2 separate regions of the Oryctolagus cuniculus genome follow, and region 1 is linked to region 2. Evidence: chromatin contacts called from public Hi-C data. All regions are on one chromosome and are shown on one strand. Each heading gives the region's core, a stretch centred on a gene start, on an enhancer-like site or on the middle of the called end of the contact. The rest is flanking DNA. Distances are from core to core; before and after follow the strand shown. Region 1 holds the start of ARHGAP42 (Rho GTPase activating protein 42). Region 2 has its middle 110 kb from the start of ARHGAP42.

The links. Hi-C and Micro-C count contacts between places; a contact is called where the count stands out from the background.
Region 1: a contact with region 2 is called in a Hi-C map of embryonic fibroblasts, with 3 times the contacts expected there. The contact joins the promoter of ARHGAP42 here to the enhancer-like site in region 2. A contact is called at or near these places in 4 of 6 Hi-C or Micro-C datasets (ear pinna, embryonic fibroblasts, liver and 1 more).

The regions. Positions count from the first base shown.
Region 1 is chr1:92,231,634-92,235,231 of mOryCun1.1, forward strand. It overlaps ARHGAP42 (Rho GTPase activating protein 42), which reads left to right and starts at 1,753. Exons shown (of 23, transcript XM_051820336.2): 1 at 1,753-2,051. The coding sequence starts at 1,898.
Region 2 is chr1:92,125,604-92,129,165 of mOryCun1.1, forward strand. No RefSeq gene overlaps it. Among named protein-coding and RNA genes, the nearest start is that of ARHGAP42, 110 kb to the right of the region's middle. Within about 2 kb of position 1,333, at least 2 of the 8 cell types and tissues checked have an H3K27ac peak or open chromatin away from gene starts, as enhancers often do.

The DNA.
Region 1 (3,598 bases), core at 503-3,002, 110 kb after region 2:
TTTAGTTATTTGGAAGAGCAACGTGGCAAAAGTTGAAAGGAAACCATTTATTTGGCCTGACTAGTTTCTTGTCTTTCAGGCTGTGTGATGAATGGTGGTAAAATCACATTAGGTGAAAAGCAGCCCACTGCTGTTTATTTAATTCCATGAACTGACAAACAGCCTTACTGCCTCCCACCCACCACCCACAGGAGGAATATTAATTTAGTTGACAGACACAAGTTCAACACTTGGAGTTAAGATGACTCTGTTGGTAATTGGCCATTTTGCCAACGTGTTGAGGACTAATGATGTCAACATGGGCGGAAGGTTTGCTAGATTTGATTTCCCTGACCCAATAGATTAAACCAAGTCATTTACATATATACATTTACATATATCATTTGCATGATCAGGTCTTCTTAGCACAAGGTTTACATGGTTTTCTTAATGTTGATGTATACTTAAGCAATTAGAAACTGAAGTCTTGACAGTTCTTGAACTTAATTGGGAAAAATGTAAAGCAATTTAAGGGAATTTTTCCTATGATATGTACTTTTTTTTTAACAGATGGTTCAAATGGACAAAGCAGTGAAAATACAGAAATTAAAAGCAGATCCTTAAGAAAAATAACTGCGTTCTCAGAAATCCTGCAAGTGAGGGCAGGATGAGACGTAAACCAGCAGTTTCTTTTGCTGTCAAGATTTCAAAAGAACAGAAAATTTACGAGGTGAATGTCTACCAAAGAACGGGTAACTGTCTCTCCGCGGGAATTAACCATTCAGTTGAAACTCCTGCCCATTTCAACAATTTGAAGATCTCCATGCTTGTAGGTCAATTCTATCCAGGGGCCAGTACGATCTACTGCGGCGCCAATAGGTATTCTTCTAGAATTAGGAGCACCAAAATCCAAGTGCTTTCTTCCAGAGTGAGGTTCACTTAAAATTTCCCACCTTCTCGCAAAATGGGGGGAGGGAAGACAACAAAAAGCAAAAAACTCAAGACTCCTAAGGCTGGACCCACTAAAGAGAGAAGGGTGCGAAAGAGGAGAACTTTTCAACCTGGAGTTTCTGTGCGTTTACCGGCGACGCGTGAAGTAAAAGCTAAACCCACGCTAGAAAGTCGTTCCCTCCCGTGCAAGCTAACGAATACGCGACCTTCAGGGAAAGCTACCCTTAGTTCCTCTGCCAGACGATTCTAGGGAGTGGGTGGCGGGAGGGACGGCAGGGAAGCTCTGAGGGTAGCTGGAGAGCCTTTTGGGGAGCGGAGGACGCTCGGTCGCCAGGGCCAGCTGGAGCCCGGCGGCCCAGGTGGGTCGGGGTGGACCGCGCGGGCGCAGGCAGCCTGGGAGCGCCGCGCGCGCGGCGGGGCGGGGGCCCGAGGGTCCCGGGGCGAGGGGGCGGGGTGGGAGCGCCGCGGCGGCGGCGGCCGAGAGGAGGGTCCGCGAGCCCGACCCGAGTGCACGCCGTTTGAGCCTGCGTCCGCCGAGGGGGCGGGTTTCCCCGACGCGGCCGGAGTTGCCGCTGGGCGCTTCAGGCTCACAGCGCCTACGACTGTCAGGCGAACGGCGGAGCGGAGCTGCCGGAAGTGTCGGCGCGCCGGGAGAGAAACTTTCCTGCTCCGGCGCCGCCCGGAGCCTGGCCGCCCCGGGGCTCGCTGCGACGATGCGCCCAGATGACAACGACCTGAGGGGACCCGCACCTCGGCCCGCCGCCCGCGCCTGCGCTCGCCTCGCCTCGGGGGAGGAAGACTGAGCCCCGCGCAGGCGGCGCGGCGCGCGGGGCCCGTTTCCTCTGCGCGGTCCCCCAGCGTCCCCGGCGATCCCGCGTGCCCGCAGCGCCCGCCGCGCTCGCAGCTTCTCCCGCCCTGACCGCCGCCCGGGGACGTGCCCCCGGCCGCCTCCGGCAGTGCCTGTGCCATGGGGCTGCCCACTCTGGAGTTCAGCGATTCCTACTTGGACAGCCCGGATTTCAGGGAGCGCCTGCAGTGTCACGAGATTGAGCTGGAGCGAACCAACAAGTTCATCAAAGAGCTCATTAAGGACGGCTCTCTGCTCATTGGGGCGCTGAGGAGTAAGTGGGGCTGGCGGGGCAGAGTGGAGAGGGCGTCGGGGTCCAGAGGGTCCCCGCGGGGTGCGAGTCCTAGGGCTGGGACGGCGGAGACGGAGCTTCTTTTGTTTGAATGGGTTTGGGGACAAAGCTGAAGAGCTCCCCTGCTGGTGGCCGGCAAAGTTTGTTCTTAGGTGTTCTTTACTTATTTACTCCCAGGACTACAGAGAAGGGAAAGTTCTCCGCCGGCCACCCTGTATAGCCAGAGGAAAGTCATTCAAGGTCATCTTTTTGAGTAACGCCCCTGCAAAGATGTGGGGGGACTTTTAGTCTTTTTTTTTTTTTTAATATTTTGTTCCTAATTTGAACTCCTTAAAAAAATGCCTTAAAGAGGTGGGGAGGTGGGGCGTGGGCGGTGTCGAAAAGTTTGTTTTAAGAATAAAATTGAACTTATTTAGTGATATTCAAAGAAAATTGTTAATTTCTTACGTTCATCAGTGACGACGCATCGGGCACGGTCTTTGAGTTGGCTTTTTTTTCCTTTAACACACATCTGCAGTTTTGCTATTGAGCAAGACTGGTGGAAGACAGCAAAGCACTAGCCGGTTTTAACTCTTTGCAAGGTTCTGTGCATCTTGATTTCTGGTTTGCATTGCGTGCGGCGTTGGTCCAGAGGACCGGGATCAGAGGTCAGGGGTTAAAGGCTGGAGAGAACTTCCGGTGATCTGTAGCGTGTGAATACCCTGGGGTAGTGTTTACTACGATTGTGGAAAATGTGGTTGATCCTCAGTTCTCTCCACTCTGTGTCTACACAAATGAGAAGTCACCTCCCAAATTTTGCAGATTTCAGGACATGCCTCCTGGCATCTTATGCGGTTCTTCTGCCTCTTCAGCCACACACCTCCTGCCTGGATTGTCTTTCATTCCTCTGGCTTTTCACTTTCAATTACTAAGCGTACATGAGCCTTGGCGTTTCTTATGTGGAGTCAATTCAGTCATGAGGCTTGGCTTGTCACCTTTCCCAGGGTGCTGTTTTCTTCTGAAGAGAAGCTCCTGAATGCTTTCCCTGCCGAGACAGGTGCCCTGGATCGCCAGCCTCTGATGACTGGTTGCAGGAAGTATTCTCACAAGGTAGAGAAATCTGTGGGTGATCTTGCAGTCCTCGGGACATGCATAGGAGTAGCGTCATTGTATATGCCAAGTGGAAGGCCAGTGACAACACGAAGGGGATGTGTGAGGACCTGAAACCAAGACCACAGTAGCATCTGTGCTGGACTGTGAAGCTTTCTTACAAATAGTAAGGATCCAGCTTAGCAGGATGTCTTGAAGTGAGTGTGCTTTGAAATTGTCTTATATTTTAGCCATCCCAAGTGCTAAAACATTTACCACTTGTGTTACTTACTCTGGGTTGGAGAAATACTTGCTTTTTTTTTTTTGTCAGTATTCACTTAATTTCTGAATGTGAGGCCTCAATTGATAGTAGCGTTTACTCTGATTATGAAAAATATGGTGGATCTTCAGCTCTTTCCGCTCTGTGTATTTCCAAGTTTGAGCTAATGTTCCACGTTTGG
Region 2 (3,562 bases), core at 83-2,582:
AGAGAGAGGTAGAGACAGAGCAATGTCCCATCTGCTGATTCACTCCCCAAATGACCACAATGATGGGGACTGGGCCAAGCCAAAGCCAGGATCAAGGAGCCAGAAGCTTCTTCCAGTTCTCAAGCGTGGGTGGCAAGGGCCTAAGAACTTGGGTCATCTTATGCTGCTTGTTACACTAGCAGGGGCATGGACCAGAAGTGGAGCTGCCAGGACTCCATCTAGCACACATATGGGATACCGGCACTACAGGTGGCGCTTTAACCCACTGTGCCACAGTGCTGGCCTGGAAACACATTTATTTTAGATCTGTGTACTGGTTTGGGTGTCTGTGGCATAACATTATATTCCAATCTCATTTTCTGAAATCAGTTTATTTATTTAGAGATTGGATAAGATCCCCAATCATATTTTGTTTTTATATTCTTAATCTTTTATTATTACATTTCCTCAGAGCTGGAAAGACAACCACAAAACCAAAACCAGATGGGAAAGAAAATTAAGCCCAAAGGTCAACTAAATTTTGATTACCAACAACTATTTAGATAATAGCTTATCAATCTATGATCCAATGATGATAAGTACACATTTTTGATAAGCTATACTCTTTCAGGCCAAACTTCTCTCTCTAACATCTTAGATTCTTGTATCATGACAGAAGATGAAATAATCCAGCAAATTGAGGTGGAGAGTTTATAGCTATTTTCCTCCCAGCTTTGAAATTGTTTGTTTCGGTAGATCAGTATCATGGGTCCTCCGCCTACCCAGAGTCACAAAATAGATTCCTCCTTAAGAATCTCTCAGAGAAAAAGGACACATAGGAAGATCTGACCCTCTTTTGTCCTTGGCTGAACTATCAGGCTATATTTGGGAAGAAGCAAAAACCTGGAGTGATGTTTGCCCTTCAACTGATGTGAGGATAAGAGACTGATCTTATTTTGAATGGAAGCCAAGTGAATACCTCAAAATTATGATGTCTTTTCTCTGCCTTCTTGGTGAACAGCCTGCCAGCCCTCATTTTCTTTCCTGTTAGAAACAGAGTTCTTGACACTCCTCTCTTGATCAAATCAATTTGTTTTCAGCTGATACATTCCATGTTGATCAAACAGCTTCCCTGGGAAAATAAACTACTCACAAAGAGATCATGGGTTGAGCACAAAAGAGAAACTCTGGGTTAGGAAGAAAGAAAGAGAAAGTGTTATTTAATGGTTTATTCTGCTGTTTATTTTTTTCCATGTAAATACAACTGCAGCTAAGACTATGTCCCTGTCTCCATGTATACACTAGATTTCACAGGCAGTTTTATTTTAGTCATCTACATCAAGAATTCGTTTTTGGCAAGAGTTGAGCACACCAGCTCCTGTTGCAGACAGGCTGCAGAGAAAGCAGGCCAAGCCCTTCCTTGATGTTGACAGTGATTAAACTGAAACACCAGGCAGAGGTGCTGCACAGATGCAGGTGTTCTCTGTTCCTTTGGGGCTACACGAGAGAATCATGGAATGAGAACGACCTTGTGCCATGGCCTGGGAAGGAACAAATCGGCAGTGACAGTGTCCTGGACTGCTGCTTTGGGAGGCTTGGCTTTCTCTGTGAAATAATGAGCAGGCCAAGCTTCACTCAGAAAAAGGTAAGGTAGTAACTGTCAGCTGGCACTGCTGGGGTTTATGCTATGACTTTTTATGCCTTTAAATCTTTCTTTTACCTCCACCACTCTTTAGACATTGCTTTGGTTTTCCAGATTATCCAATCTTTTCCCACAATCAGCAGTGTATTAGTGTTCTCTAGAGAAATAAAACCAAGTATACATAAGGATATATAAAAAGGGATTTATTATGGGAATAGGCTCACACAATTATGGGGGCCAAGAAATCCCACAATATGCTCTACACAAGCTGCAGAACCAGGAAAACTTGTGCTATAATTCAGCCTGAATCCAAAGACCTAAGAACCAGGAGTAATGTGTGGAGGGGTCACTGGTTTAAATCTTGGAGTCTATGGGCCAAGAACCAGAAGCTCTGATATCTTAGGGCAGGCAATAGATGCCCCAGCTTCCGAAGAAAGAGAATTCAGCCTTTCTCCACATCGTTGTTCTATCTGGACCTTCAAATCTTTGGCTGATGTCCATCCCATTAGTGAGGGTGATCTTCCTTACTCAGTCTACCACTGTCTCCAAGATTCATCCTCCCAGACACACCCATAAATAGCATTTAATTGACTCTATGGGCATCCCTTAGTTCAATTAAGTAGAAATATAAAATGACTCATCAGAAACAGGGTCCAGATTTAGAAATTTAGGATTTTTTTCTTTATTCAAAGAATGCTTCTTCCTTAGTCTTTCTAGTTGGTTAAAATAGAAGGGAAAATAACTTCTACACTGCAATATATAATCACTCGGCCAGCACCGTGGTTCACTAGGCTAATTCTCAGCCTGCGGGGCCGGAACCCCTGATTCTAGTCCCAGTCGGGGTGCCAGATTCTGCCCCGGTTGCTCCTCTTCCAGTCCAGCTCTCTGCTGTGGCCCGGGAAGGCAGTGGAGGATGGCCCAAGTCCTTGGGCCCTGCACTTGCATGGAAGACCAGGAGGAAGCACTGGCTCCTGGCTTTGGATCGGCACAGTGCGCCTGCCACATTACTATATATACAATATATAATATATATATATATATATATATATAATCACTCTACCTTTATTCTGACAGCCCTCACCTCATTCCACCATGCAACTCCCAAACACTGCCCAAGACTCCTACTTCTTCCCTACACTTCCTTTATTCAAACAACATGTCTTTCAGGTACAGATCACCAAGCATGCTTGAACGGCTTCTCTACATCCAGCACGAGGCATGGCAGGGAGGCAGAGATGGTAATAAAGGCAGTCCTGGCATTTTGGCATTCTCTGCTGAACGTCTGTTTCTAGGAAAACTGGATTGAAGATCTAAAGATGGAATTCGATGGGGACAGATTGCATGAATTTATAAGTGTGTGTGTGTGTGTGTGTGTGTGTGTGTCTAAGGGTGGGGAGAAAGAGAGAAGCATTCTACAGGGGGTGATGAGGGCCAACATCTTTCACGTTGTATAGGAAAAGGATACCTCAAGACACAAGATATGTCCTTGCCCTAAACAGTAAGGAATGGAACCTGAATAATGACAACCAAGCAGCAAGACGAGTAAAGGAAATGAGATGAAGGGTTTGGTGGAGCCATCACTTAGATCTGTAGCATTGCATCTAATACTGAATCTTCTTTCATCTCACCCATCATTTTCTCAGTGCTCTCTGCCGTTTTAAAAAGGGGAAAACTAAGAAAGGCCTCTGACAAAAACAAAATACAGCTTTGATATAAAATTTTATAGACACATAATTAAAAACATTAGTGTTATACTTCTGCCTGGTGACTGTTGAAAAGGAAGTTTCGAGGGAAAGTGTTGTGGCACAGTGGATTAAGCCGCCTCTTTGTCATGCCTAAATCCCACATCAAAGTGCCTGGGAGCAGGTCCCACTTCTGCTTCTGATCCAGCTTCCTGCTAATGTGCACCCTAGAAGATAGCAGATTATCACTCAAGCACTT